Linked DNA regions of Salmo salar: region 2 is linked to region 1. The links are chromatin contacts, called in public Hi-C maps. All regions are on one chromosome and are shown on one strand. The core of a region is the stretch at or near the end of the contact, and the rest is flanking DNA. Distances in the headings are between cores, read along the strand shown.

Region 1 (6,757 bases), core at 1,364-3,863:
CATGAGTGCTACGGGTCGGTAGTCATTTAAGCAGGTTACCTTAGTGTCCTTGAGCACAGGGACTATGGCGGCCTGCTTGAAACATGTTGGTATTACAGACTCAGACAGGTAGAGGTTGAAAATGTCAGTGAAGACACTTGCCAGTTGGTCAGCGCATTTCAATTAATAATGTGCTCTGTGATTTTTAAGGTTTTTATTTGATCACAAAAATGTATTAGTAATGTGTTTCCTTTTCTTATACCAAAATCTAAAGTTATGTAACCATGATTTCTAGATTTATTACTCACCTCTTCTGTAGGACCTGTAGGAATTCGATGATAAAGAATAGGGTTACAATGGAGTTCATTTTCTCATAGTTTAAGGCTACTAAAAAGCAGCAGCACAAGTAGGAGCGCAAATACAATACAATACTTTATTAATCCAAATGTATTATTAATCCAACTCTGGCTACAGTTGTATTAATCACTTTATTATTCCAAATGTATTATTAATCCAACTCTGGCTACAGTTGTATTCATCTGTATTAATTTTTTACTTCATATGTCCCTGTGGCTGTCAGTTAACCCAAGAGGTCATAACCTCTTGATGAGGTTGCTAGGTGTTGTACCAAGGTCACTGCTCTACCCCCTTCCATTGGAGAGTGCATCCCACACTCTTGAGACCCTCACACTCTCGATGGCCTCCCCAGGGTGCCATGCCACTTCAGGCACCAATGTAGCAAGTTTAGGGATAGCTCCGGCCTTGAGTTTGTTACTGCTGCTGTCAGCCCAACACCTTAACCATTACACCAAGAGGTCTGAACCTTTGGACAAGGTTGCTAGCTGTTGTACAAAGGTCGCAACAATATCATCAATTGAAATGACCATTGAAGAGCAGGACATACCCCAGATTTTGTCTTAACTAATTGCTCTTGTCTCTTAAATATCAATTCATATTTTCTGAATAATCATTTTTTCTATTATGGTCGACTTGCCTGACGACTCAAACGGAATACTTCTGCTGCTCTACACTGAGTGTACAAAACATTAGGAACACCTAATATAGAGTTGCACTCCCTTTTGCCCGTTTGTCTTGCCCATTCATAATCCATGTCTCAAGGCTTAAAAATTATTATTTAACCTGTCTCCTACCCTTCATCGACAATGATTGAAGTGGATTTAACAGGTGACGTCAATAAGGGATTCAATAAGGGATTCACCTGGTCAATCTACTATATGTCATGGGAAGATCATGTTTTGTAAACTCAGTGTATGTTCACTACATACTTTATTAAGGAGGCAAGGGGTTCACTGCAACATTTAGCCAGTAGCGGTGCATGGATAAAATCACTATTGTGATAATTGCTTTGTTTGCACTATAACCTGTTAGTTCATATGCCTTGCGACCATGATATACACCTTCGTTTCATCACAAAACCGGAGTGCAACGTCTGTCCGATGAAGTCCACAAACCATATTGCATGTAACAAACATTTACATGACCAACAGTCATGCAAGTTAATGGTTCCTACATTTTCAGACTACTAAAGAGTTACCGCAAGTCGCAAAGAAAACAGGAGCTGCCTCCAATATTCCAACACAATTTCAAATTCAACATTTCAACAGCATCAACTCACCTATGCTTAGTCTAATACAGTTACAACTAAAAGATACCAAAAACAATTTAGTCCAATCAACGTAAGCTACAGTGCCTTGCGAAAGTATTCGGCCCCCTTGAACTTTTCGACCTTTTGCCACATTTCAGGCTTCAAAGGGGCACAAAGTATGAATTTATGGTTGGATCAGAACCACCATTATAATCATTGGCCAGTACGGAGATAAGTAAAACCACAAGTCCAAATCCCTATCTCCATCCATGGCTAATTTAGGAAACAGACAATTTTAGCTTGCTAGTTAGCCACCGTAGGACAACAACACAACAAGATGCAACAATTCAAGTTGTTTCTGTCAATGACATATTCCTCTTGATGCGATGTGATGGAGTGAAGCCTAATCCAAACTGGCTTTCCTTAAACACAGTTGAGCTGAATCATTTTAGCTCAATGCTGATTGGGTATTACTTTATACTTTTTTTCTCAAGGGAGACCAAATGCTCGCTGGCTTCCCTTGCATTCAATGCTATTGGCGCAACAATGTCTGTTTATGACCAGACAGCATCAGGCCTACACATACAGAAACAGAGGAGCGCTGTTTCGCTCGGTTTGATGGTTTTTCCAGTGAGATACATTCAGCCTCATGCAAATTGAAGGAAACTTATGAAAACACAGAGACCAAAGATCAATTATTTAATACTTTTTTTCATTTGTTTTTGGGGGGAGGCCTGGCACCCCTTGGCATCCATGAATACATGCCACTGCAATTAGCTACTGTTTTTGATTTCCATTCGGAATAATATGAGCTGTATACTCCACTAAAACCATAATATGTACTATTTTATTTTCTCTCCTATTTCCTATACTGAACCATGTATAAGTAAAAAAGAGTCTATAACGTCTTTCCCTCTCTCTCTTGAATCTGATTAGTCTAGCTAAATCCATCACCTGAGGGCACACCTTTCCGTTCCGTGCGCTCACATTTCTTAATTCCAGCCGCAAGAGGGAGGTGTTGATTGTGATACAGAACCGAGTTGTCTGCTGCTAGTCTGCCCATCATCATCATCATCATCATCGGGGTCTGGCTGGCTGTTGTATTTGTGTCGGAACGGTCCGAGCTAAAGTGCTTTGGCTAAAGGATGTGGGATTAAAAGAGAATCAACGGACAACATACCTCCCTGGATTTCATTTGTTTAACGTTACCGTCTCTGCTTCGAAATGTCGGGGAAAATAGAGAGTAAGCAAGGTAAGCTCGTCTAGACTAGCTAGATAAATAGCTAACGTTAGCTAGCTGTTAGTCTGGGGTTTGTCTGACTCTTGTAGCCAGAAATGCGGCCAGCCAGTGTGGTTTGGTCTAGCTGTGGATCAAAGGCCGATTCTAACACCAAACTTCCACATTTTTGCCGTAACAGTAGCTAGCTGGCTATCTACTACATAGTCAACATTTGCTAAACATTCAATCACTGTTTAACCACCTAGCGAGTTGTTATTGTTGTTGTTAGTTAGCGAGCCAGATAATTCTTGATTTCTAGCTAGAGTGCGCTAGAATTGGATAGATTTGCTATCTACATGCTAGGCTAACTAGCTAACGTTATTGAAATGGAAAACATTAGGTAACTAACTGACGTCAGCTAGCGATTTTCCTAACTTGTGTTCTAGCTAGCTACAATGTATATTCGAGTAAAATCAGTCAAGTTAGCTAGCTAACGTTAGCTGCCTTTTTTTAATGAAAAGATGGTGACGAATTTAACGTTATAGAATATGACTAACTACTGTAGGTAGCCACAGTACAGTCAGCTGTAGTCCGAATAGAATGTTGTCTTGACCGTAACAGTACTAAACTATCGTTAAGTAGCTAACTACTTTAGCTACATCCTAACCTAGTTTGTGAATCCATGTTACTTTTAAGATGCACGGTGACAGTAGTCGTCATTCATTCTAGGATACGTGGTGGGGGTCTAGCTAGGTACTGTAAATTAGTAGGCTAACGTTAGTACAGTAACCTTAGTGTTTTTTTCCATCCCTATGATTTTTATAGGCAATAATGGTAACGTACTAATCTGGGTTGGTAATATTACAGTACCTCATGCACCACCTGCACTGACTTTACTAATCAGGCACCAGCTATTCGAGGAGAATGACAAGTACTTTGTCTAATTCACTGTGTTTGAGTTTCCCCCTTAGCTTGGGTTCTCGAACTATTCTGAGTCATGGCTAGTTCTCTATATCACGGAACACTGAAAACCTCCTTTGACTGGAGAGTCTCTTCCTCTTCAGTCAAGTGTCCCCATCTGTTGCCACTTGTACCATGTATGTGTTCTAGCTATGTATTTTGTGAGTTGTCACTAGAGAGCTAGTTGAGTCAAGCAAAGCCATCTTTTTTTGCGACCTTGGAATGAATTTGGTATGTTTGTTACTCATACCTGATTTGTCCAAGTACAGTGTATTCGAAAAGTATTCAGACCCCTTGACTTTTCCCCATATTTGTTACGTTATAGCCTTATTCTAAAATTGATTAAATTGTTTTTTCCCCCTCAATCTACACTCAATACCCCATAATGACAAAGACAAAACGGGTTATTAGACATTTTTGCACATTTATAAAAAATTTATGGAAATATCACATTCACATAAGTATTCAGACCCTTTACTCAGTACTTTGTTGAAGCACTTTTGGCAGTGATTACAGCCTTGAGTCTTCTTGGGTATGATGGTATAAGCTTGGCACACCTGTATTTGGGGAGTTTCTCCCATTCTTCTCTGCAGATCCTCTCAAGCGCTGTCATGTTTGAAAGGACAGCTATTTTCAGTTTTTTCCAGAGTTGTTTGATCGGGTTCAAGTCCGGGCTTTGGCTAGGCCATTCAAGGGCATTCAGAGACTTGTCCTGAAGTCACTCCTGCGTTGTCTTGGCTGTGTGCTTAGGGTTGTTGTCCTGTTAGGTGAACATTGGCCCAAGCTTTGGAGAAGGTTTTCATCAAGGATCTCTCTGTACTTTGCGCTGTTCATTTTCCCCTCTATCCTGACTAGTCTCCCAGCCCCTGCTGCTGAAAAACATCCCCACAGCATGATGCTGCCACCACAATGCTTCACAGTAGGGATGGTGCCAGGTTTCCTCCAGACGTGAAGCTTGGCATTCAGGCCAAAGAGTTTTGGCTCTGAGGTGCACAGTCAACTGTGGGACCTTATATAGACAGGTGTGTGCCTTTCCAAATCATGTCCAATCCATTGGATTTACCACAGGTGGAATCCAATCAAGTTGTAGGAACATCTCAAGGATGATCAATGGAAACAGGATGCACCTGAACTCAATTTCGAGTCTCATAGCAAAGGGTCTGAATACTTATGTAAATAAGGTATTTTTGTTTTGCAAACATTCCTAAAAACCTGTTTTCGCTTTGTCATTTTGGGGTATTGTGTGTTGATTGATGAGGGAAAACTTTAGAATAAGGCTAATGTAACAATGTGGAAAAAGTCAAGGGGTCTGAATACTTTACGAATGCACTGTATGTCCAACCCCTAAGTATGTCCAATTTACAGTATACCCTACTCAGTCTATTTCCCTGGTTTGTTTTTGCACTAAAATGTCTGTCTCTGGTTATGAATGGATTGAAAATATGCTCCTGGTGTATCTTTTCCGTAATGGTTTAGTAGTGAGACTGAGAAGCCTTCATGCAGCAATATGCCCAAGTCGAGCCATGGCCTCCCAATCAAAAGAGATTCTGCTACTACTCTCATTGGAAGCTCGGATTCCACACTATGCTATAATTTGTGGTTTTGTGGAAACAAGCAAGTAGCATTATGGAATTCTAGAGACGTTGTCCCAAAAAGAGTTTCAAAGGTGTTGTAGCCTAATTAAAACAAACTCTGTGGTGTAGCCTACAGATGGGGTCTGATTTAAAGAGCTGGGAGTTTGCCCAATGGCGGTTGTAACTCATGAGCCATGGGAAAAGGGTTAGGCTTGTGTAAGCAAGTGGAGCAGCAAGTGTCTTTTCTCCCCTACAAGTAGCCAGCAGATCCGACCCGCTTGCTTACAGCTCCAAAATGGCAGTAGCCATTTTGGAATGGCAGTGTGCGCCAATCAGCTTCTTTGTTGTTCAACGTGACATTCCATAATGGCTACTGCTAGCTAGCATGAGGATGAAAAGGATGAAAAATTAGAATGAAAAATTTACAAAAACTAATTTGGTGAAAGAACTGTGCAGATGCATACTTTGGTAACAGAATTACTGTAAAATCTCCCACAGATTTTTATGTGGCCACGTTTTCCAATAACTCTGTTAAATACACTACTTACAAAAAGTATGTGGACACCTGCTCGTCGAAAAAAAATCTCATTTCAAAATCATGGGCATTAATATGGAGTTGGTCCCCTGTTTGCTGCCACAACACCCTCCACTCTTCTGGGAAGGCTTCCATTCAGCGACGAGCATTAGTGAGGTCGGGCATTGATGTTGGGGGATTAGGCCTGGCTCGCAGTCGGTGTTCCAATTAATCCCAAAGGTGTTCAATGGGGTTGAGGTCAGGGCTCTGTGCAGGCCAGTCAAGTTCCACACCAATCTTGACAAATAATTTCTCTATGGACCTCGCTTTGAGCATAGGGGCATTGTCATGCTGAAGTACGAAATGGCCTTCCCCAAACTGTAGCCACAAAGTTGGAAGCACAGAATCATCTAGAATGTCATTGTATGCTGTGCCATGTTGAATGTCACTGAGCTCTTCAGTAAGGCCATTCTACTGCCAATGTTTTTATATGGAGATTGTGTGGCTGTGTGTTAGATTTTTTATACACCTGTCAGCAACGGGTGTGGCTGAAATAGCCGAATCCATTCATTTGAATGGGTGTCTACATTCTTTGTGTGTATCTGCTCCAAATTAAGATTCAAAGAAGCTTGTAGAAAGTATGGCTTGTCAACTATGACATGGCACCTTGAGTTTGGGAAAACAAATATTTGGGTTATTGAACTACAGCTAGTGAAGTGGATTTACACCCGGTGACGGAATTATGATAACTGAATTATATCATGGGTCCCTGATCTGTACTATACAGAAATGCATAATTATGAATCTAATGCACAGCAAAGAAGAGCAGAGTAGGGTAGCGTTTTGTACAGTCCAGTAGAGTATAGTACAATATACTGTATTGTACTCTACTGTGCTCTACTGAT
Region 2 (6,757 bases), core at 1,432-3,931, 180 kb after region 1:
ATCCGCGCTTATAAACCCAGGGTCGTTACACTACTCCCGCCTTTCAAAGAGCGCGTCCTCGCGCCAGCTTGCAACTAAGTTTTACAGGTACGCGCGCACCGGCCAAGCATGCAAGGTCCGATCACTTCTGACACCAATGTAACGAAGCTGGCAGGGAGCAGGTCTCGAACCCTCGACCTTCTAGCCCTAAGTCCAGCGCGCTATCGACTGTGCCGCAAAAGCATGCTCAAGCAGTAGAGTCGATATCTGCGCTGGACTTCGAGCTAGAAGGTCGAGGGTTCGAGACCTGCTCCCTGCCTGTTTCATTGGTGTACAGTTGTGGCCAAAAGTTGAGAATGACACAAATATTCATTTTCACAAAGTCTGCTGCCTCAGTTTGTATGATGGCAATTTGCATATACTCCAGAATGTTATGAAGAGTGATTAGATGAAAGTCCCTTTTTGCCATGCAAATGAACTGAATCCCCCCAAAAAATGTTCACTGCATTTCAGCCCTGCCACAAAAGGACCAGCTGACATGTCAGTGATTCTCTCGTTAACACAGGTGTGAGTGTTGACGAGGAGAAGGCTGGAGATCACTCTGTCATGCTGATTGAGTTCGAATAACAGACTGGAAGCTTCAAAAGGAGGGTGGTGCTTGGAATCATTGTTCTTCCTCTATCAACCATGGTTACCTGCAAGGAAACACGTGCCGTCATCATTGCTTTGCACAAAAAGGGCTTCACAGGAAAGGATATTGCTGCCAGTAAGATTGCACCTAAATCAACCATTTATCAGATCATCAAGAACTTCAAGGAGAGCGGTTCAATTGTTGTAAAGGCGGCTTCAGGGCGCCCAAGAAAGTCCAACAAGCGCCAGGACCATCTCCTAAAGTGGATTCAGCTGCGGGATTGGGGCACCACCAGTACAGAGCTTGCTCAGGAATGGCAGGCTGGTGTGAGTGCATCTGCACACACAGTGAGGCCAAGACTTTTGGACGATGGCCTGGTGTCAAGAAGGGCAGCAAAGAAGCCACTTCTCTCCAGGAAAAACATCAGGGACAGACTGATATTCTGCAAAAGTTACAGGGATTGGACTGCTGAGGACTGGGGTAAAGTCATTTTCTCTGATGAATCCCCTTTCCGATTGTTTGGGGCATCCGGAAAAAAGCTTGTCCGGAGAAGACAAGGTGAGCGCTACCATCAGTCCTCTGTCATGCCAACAGTAAAGCATCCTGAGACCATTCATGTGTGGGGTTGCTTCTCAGCCAAGGGAGTGGGCTCACTCACAATTTTCCCCAAGAACACAGCCATAAATAAAGAATGGTACCAACACATCCTCCGAGAGCAACTTCTCCCAACCATCCAGGAACAGTTTGGTGGTGAACAATGCCTTTTCCAGCATGATGGATCACCTTGTCATAAGGCTAAAGTGATAACTAAGTGGCTCGAGGAACAAAACATAGATATTTTGGGTCCATGGCCAGGAAACTCACCAGACCTTAATCCCATTGAGAACTTGTGGTCAATCCTCTAGAGGCGGGTGGACAAACAAAAACCCACAAATTCTGACAAACTCCAAGCATTGATTATGAAAGAATGGGCTGCCATCAGTCAGGATGTGGCCCAGAAGTTAATTGACAGCATGCCAGGGCGGATTGCAGAGGTCTTGAAAAAGAAGGGTCAACACTGCAAATATTGACTCTTTGCATCAACTTCATGTAATTGTCAAAAGACTTTGACGCTTATGAAATGCATGTAATTATACTTCAGTATTCCATAGTAACAACTGACCAAAATATCTAAAGACAATGAAGCAGCAAACTTTGTGTCATTCTCAACTGTTGGCCACAAGTGTGTGTGTGATAGATAGATATATATATATATATCTATCTATCATGGTCGCAAGGCATATGAATTAACAGGGTTATAAAGTAAACAACGCAATTATCCCAACACATAGGTTGTAATATGTCTTCCTTAATGATTTTACCCACGCACCCCTAACTTACTGCTTTAATATACTTCAGATACCCACCAGATGAACAACTGTCTGAAGATAGTTCAATGGAGTTGCTTTCGGGACCAAGGGTGCGCTCGAGCACCAAAATTTGGCGTTCGACTTTCTTCCTCTGTGCAATTAGGTCATCCGAGGACATAATGGATGAGACACCTTTATAATAATAAAAATTTAAAAAAAGTTAAATGAATGATAACAAAACCAGGGATACATTTATTGTAGGACAATATGCATTGAAAATACAGGACGTTACAGTAGCTAGCTGACAACATTGAAAGGAAGCTGGGGGAGCGTGCTGGAATCCAACCCCATTCGCGAGCAGCAACATCACATTTGCAGGTAGCTAACGTACTTTAGTAACTAGCAAACAACATCTGAACTAAACCCAACGTGCACAAAAAAGCAACATCCCTCAACTTAAGCATCAGTCAAAAGTGTTCTAATTTAGCTAGCTAGCTAGCCATGCAGTCTTGACCAGGAGGAGCATCTGAAAGCTTGCTAACGCTACTTACCAAGACTGTCATCCAAGTTAACAGATGTGTCTTCTTATGTTATACATAAAATATTATGTAGAAACAAATATATTTAACTAGCTAAGTCCCACTGAAATTGTCTGACATGCTATTTCACTGAAGATCTCTACGTGCTACAAACGACACTGCTGGAATATTAACATATTTCCCAGAGTGCAATTGTGAAGGAATCAAAGTTTGTTGTTTTTAAAAATTATATTATTGTTTATCATGCATAAACAATCTAGACACATATTCACCGAATATTCCTACTCAAATACTATTACTTGATTAAAAATAATCAAATGTTACGTTGTAATATTCAAATATCCACAATGCAACGCGGGTATCATAGTAAACGTCACAGCCTTGTACAGAGTCGCTAATGTTGTTGAAGCCAAAGATGATCGATATACTGACAAGATACATGTCTCTTCGCCATAATAATGGGAGTCGTTGTCCACAAAGAGGCAACGCCTATCCTTTCTTTGGATTGGTGAATACATCCTATTATTGTAATCAGTTTTGGATTATTCGATAACGGTTGTTGACGCCTGTATTCAATGGGAGAGATGCTAGTATGCTACTAGCCTCATACCATGAATACACATAGCCATCTCGAATATAAATTGTTTTTCCTCAAAGTTGCCGGGATATCACGTGTCCTACTTATGTCAGTAAACTCATAACGTAAGCATTACGAAACTTCTATTAGTGCAAATAAACCTCAGGTAGCAAATAAGCCATGAATTACTTTGTTGACCAATTCGACTCTCGTTGGGCTCCATACAAAAACGCTTGGGAGGGTTCGGGTCCCCGTTTTTGGCCTTGTGTGAGATCTGTCGACGTGCCCTTGAGCAGGGCATTGACCGTAGATGTTTCTGTGTGTCGCTCTGAATGGGAGTCTGTTGGGTGACTGGTGTGGTGTAGTTGTTGAGCGGCTTCACTGAAAGTATATTGCATGTTTTGGATATTCAATAAAATGAAAACTCATGACTTGGTGGGCGAAACGCCGAAAAAACGCCACCTGCTAGTGGGAGACAGATTTTTCCTCCGAGTTGGGCCTCTCTCTTCCTCTTCCTCTCTGTTGCAGCACAAGTTTATCAAAGCCACCACACAATTGTGACAAACTGCTGGAGCAGTTCAACCTTATTGGGCACAGGGGGAGGGTAGTGTTTTTTTCCCCCCTGATTTACATTCGCTCTTTTGCAGGTTTTAATATACCATTTCTTCCATTCTTGCCAAATTCCTAATCTGCTTGCATGCACCTCCCCTATATCGAAGTGTTTTGGTACTTCCCTTATGCGCTATGCTTTTCAGTGTGCTAACTTTTATTATAAATAAGGTATATATCTATATATGGTTTTTTTTTAGGTGCAAAAACATCTAAACCTGTTTTTGCTTTGTTGTTATAGGGTATTGTGTGGAGATTGTTGAGGAAATGTTTTAATTTAATTAATTTTAGAATAAGGCTGTAACGTAACAAAATGTGGAAAAAGTAAATGGGTCTGAATACTTTCCGAAGGCACTGTACCACGACTAAGGGCTGTTCCCTGCACGACACAGCCTTTAGCCGTGGTATATTGGCCATATATCACAAACCCCCGAGGTGCATTATTGCTATTATTAGCAACATTAATTAGAGCAGTTAAACTAAATGTTTTGTCATACCTGTGGTATACGATCTGATATACCACAGCTGTCAGCCAATCAGCATTCAGGCCTCGAACCACCTAGTTTATATAAGTATTCAGACCCTTTGCTATGAGACTCAAAATTGAGCTCATGTACACCTTGTTTCCATTGATCATCCTTGAGATGTTTCTACAACATGATTGGAGTCCACCTGTGGTAAATTCAATTAACTGGACATGTTTTGGAAAGGCACACACCTGTCAATATAAGGTCCCACAGTTGACAGTGCATTTCAGAGCAAAAACCAAGCCATGAGGTCGAAGGAATTGTACGTACTGCTCCGAGACAAGATTGTGTTGAGACACAGATCTGGGGAAGGGTACCGAAACATTTCTGCAGCATTGAAGGTCCCCAAGAACACAGTGGCCTCCATCATTCTTAAATGGAAGAAATGTGGAAGCACCAAGACTTCCTAGAGCTGGCTGCCCGGCCAAACTGAGCAATCGGGGGAGAAGGGCCTTGGTCAGGGAGGTGACCAAGAACCCGATGGTCACTCTGACAGAGGTCCAGAGTTCCTCTGTGGAGATGGGAGAACCTTCCAGAAGGACAACCATCTCTGCAGCACTCCACCAATCAGGCCTTTATGGTAGTGGCCAGACGGAAGCCACTCCTCAGTAAAAGGCACATGACATCCCGCTTGGAGTTTACCAAAAGGCACCTAAAGACTCTCATACCATGAGAAACAAGATTCTCTGGTCTGATGAAACCAAGATTAAGCTCTTTGGCCTGAACGCCAAGCGTCACATCTGGAGGAAACCTGGCACCATCCCTACGGTGAAGCATGGTGGCTAAGACAAATGCCTCTCTGTCAAGGATGTTGTCAGCCATTTTAACTGTAAGAACTTCAGCTGGGAAAGTCACTTTTCCACAGTGTTCGGCCTCCATTGTGGGACTAGAGGTCACTGACAGATCGCCCTTGTGAACAGATCACGATATTATTGTAAATATGTGAGAAACTGCCAGACACCAGAGAGCAACTACCATCAAGAGCAGTCACTTGAGAAGTAGTGAAACTTGAGCTATGGCGGCTTGATGCTCTTAATTGAAAATCATGAAGATCTCTGCTTGTGGAGGCCAAAAGTTGAGACTAAATTCCCTCAGCATATTCTGCGACCTTTTAGCAAGCCGAAGCACCACGGGTAGAGATTTCACTTTTGTAAAAACTGATTGTGCGATACACTTCATATGCCTCACAAAGGAATCCATCATTTCAGAGGCTTCAGAACCCACATTAACTGTAGTAGTTAAATGTTCCTCTGGCATAGCTGGCAGATTTGTTTGACTGGCCAGATTACTTGTAGGAGACTCAGGTGTGCAAGCAGAAATGTGTGCAGGTAGACATCTGCTAGACCTAATGAGCACCTCGATAATAGCTTTACTCGCTTCTGACTTCAGGTCAACACTAGAGTTTCTTAACGGTTGACATTACTGTGTCACGCCCTGATCTGTTTCACCTGTCCTTGTGATTGTCTCCACCCTCTCCAGGTGTCACTTATTTTCCCTGGTGTATATACCCCTGTGTTTCCTGTCTCTCTGTGCCAGTTCATCTTGTATGTTTAAGTCAACCAGGGTGGTTGTGCTCCTGCTTTTCTATTCTCTTTTACTAGTCCTCCCGGTTTTGACCTTTGCCTTTTTTTCTGAACTCCATTCCCGCCTGCCTGACCATTCTGCCTGCCCTGACCTTGAGCCTGCCTGACATTCTGTACCTCGGAACTGGTTTTGACCTTTTGCCTGTCCATGACCATTCTCTTGCCTACCCCTTTTGGATTGTTAATAAACATGTTGGACTCTAACCATCTGCCTCCTGTGTCTGCATCTGGGTCTCGCCTTGGGGAGATCCAATCATTGTGTCAGAGGGTGAATGTATGAGCATGTTTTGACTCACCATGCTGCCAGAGGATACTGTCTCTTTTGAATATGCTTTTCTCTGATGCAGAGTCTACCAGAATAAGACCACCAACACAATCCCTTGATGCTAAAATAAGTTTGTGTGCAAATCATGAAACACATCCATTGTTCCTTGCTCTCGTCCCTGGCATTCTCCCGAGTCCAAAATGTCAGCAATGACTTCTCCTGTCAATGGTGCAAGGCAAGCCTTAATGTCCCTATCCTCCTTAGATGCAGTGGTCTTGGATTGAGGCGCAGTCTGGCCAGTGACTTCAAAAGCACCGCAGAGATAAGACACCATCTTTTCAGTGGCTTGTATGGCATATCGCCTCCCAGTGTTACAACACACAGGGCTTGATTTACCTGAGCTGGAACAGGAGATGATCAGTGAGATGTTAGATTTAACCTGACCCACGACATCTCTGACCATAGATCTGGCCAATCCAGGTGAGCCAGAAGAGCTGAATTGATCACCCAGTGCCTGAAGAATTGTGTCCTTGGTGATCCCAAAGAGGACATTCAAAGAATTTGTCAGGGGAGCCTCTCCTCCATGTACCCTCTGCAACAAGGTCAGGGAACTTGATCAATCTTGTCTAATGTTTACATATTGATCACTAACAATTGTTACTTTGAATTAACCAATACTTCATTATCTAACCAATGTG

Evidence for each region. A called contact is a pair of places that touch in the nucleus more often than the background predicts.
Region 2: a contact with region 1 is called in a Hi-C map of muscle, with 3 times the contacts expected there. The contact joins the promoter of LOC106580121 here to the promoter of LOC106580123 in region 1. A contact is called at or near these places in 2 of 3 Hi-C or Micro-C datasets (gill and muscle).

The regions. Positions count from the first base shown.
Region 1 is chrssa20:13,756,938-13,763,694 of Ssal_v3.1, forward strand. LOC106580123 (rap guanine nucleotide exchange factor 1) reads left to right here and starts at 2,614. Exons shown (of 26, transcript XM_014160818.2): 1 at 2,614-2,837. The coding sequence starts at 2,810.
Region 2 is chrssa20:13,933,265-13,940,021 of Ssal_v3.1, forward strand. LOC106580121 (snRNA-activating protein complex subunit 4) reads right to left here and starts at 2,682. Exons shown (of 25, transcript XM_014160815.2): 1 at 2,511-2,682; 2 at 2,017-2,151. The coding sequence starts at 2,137.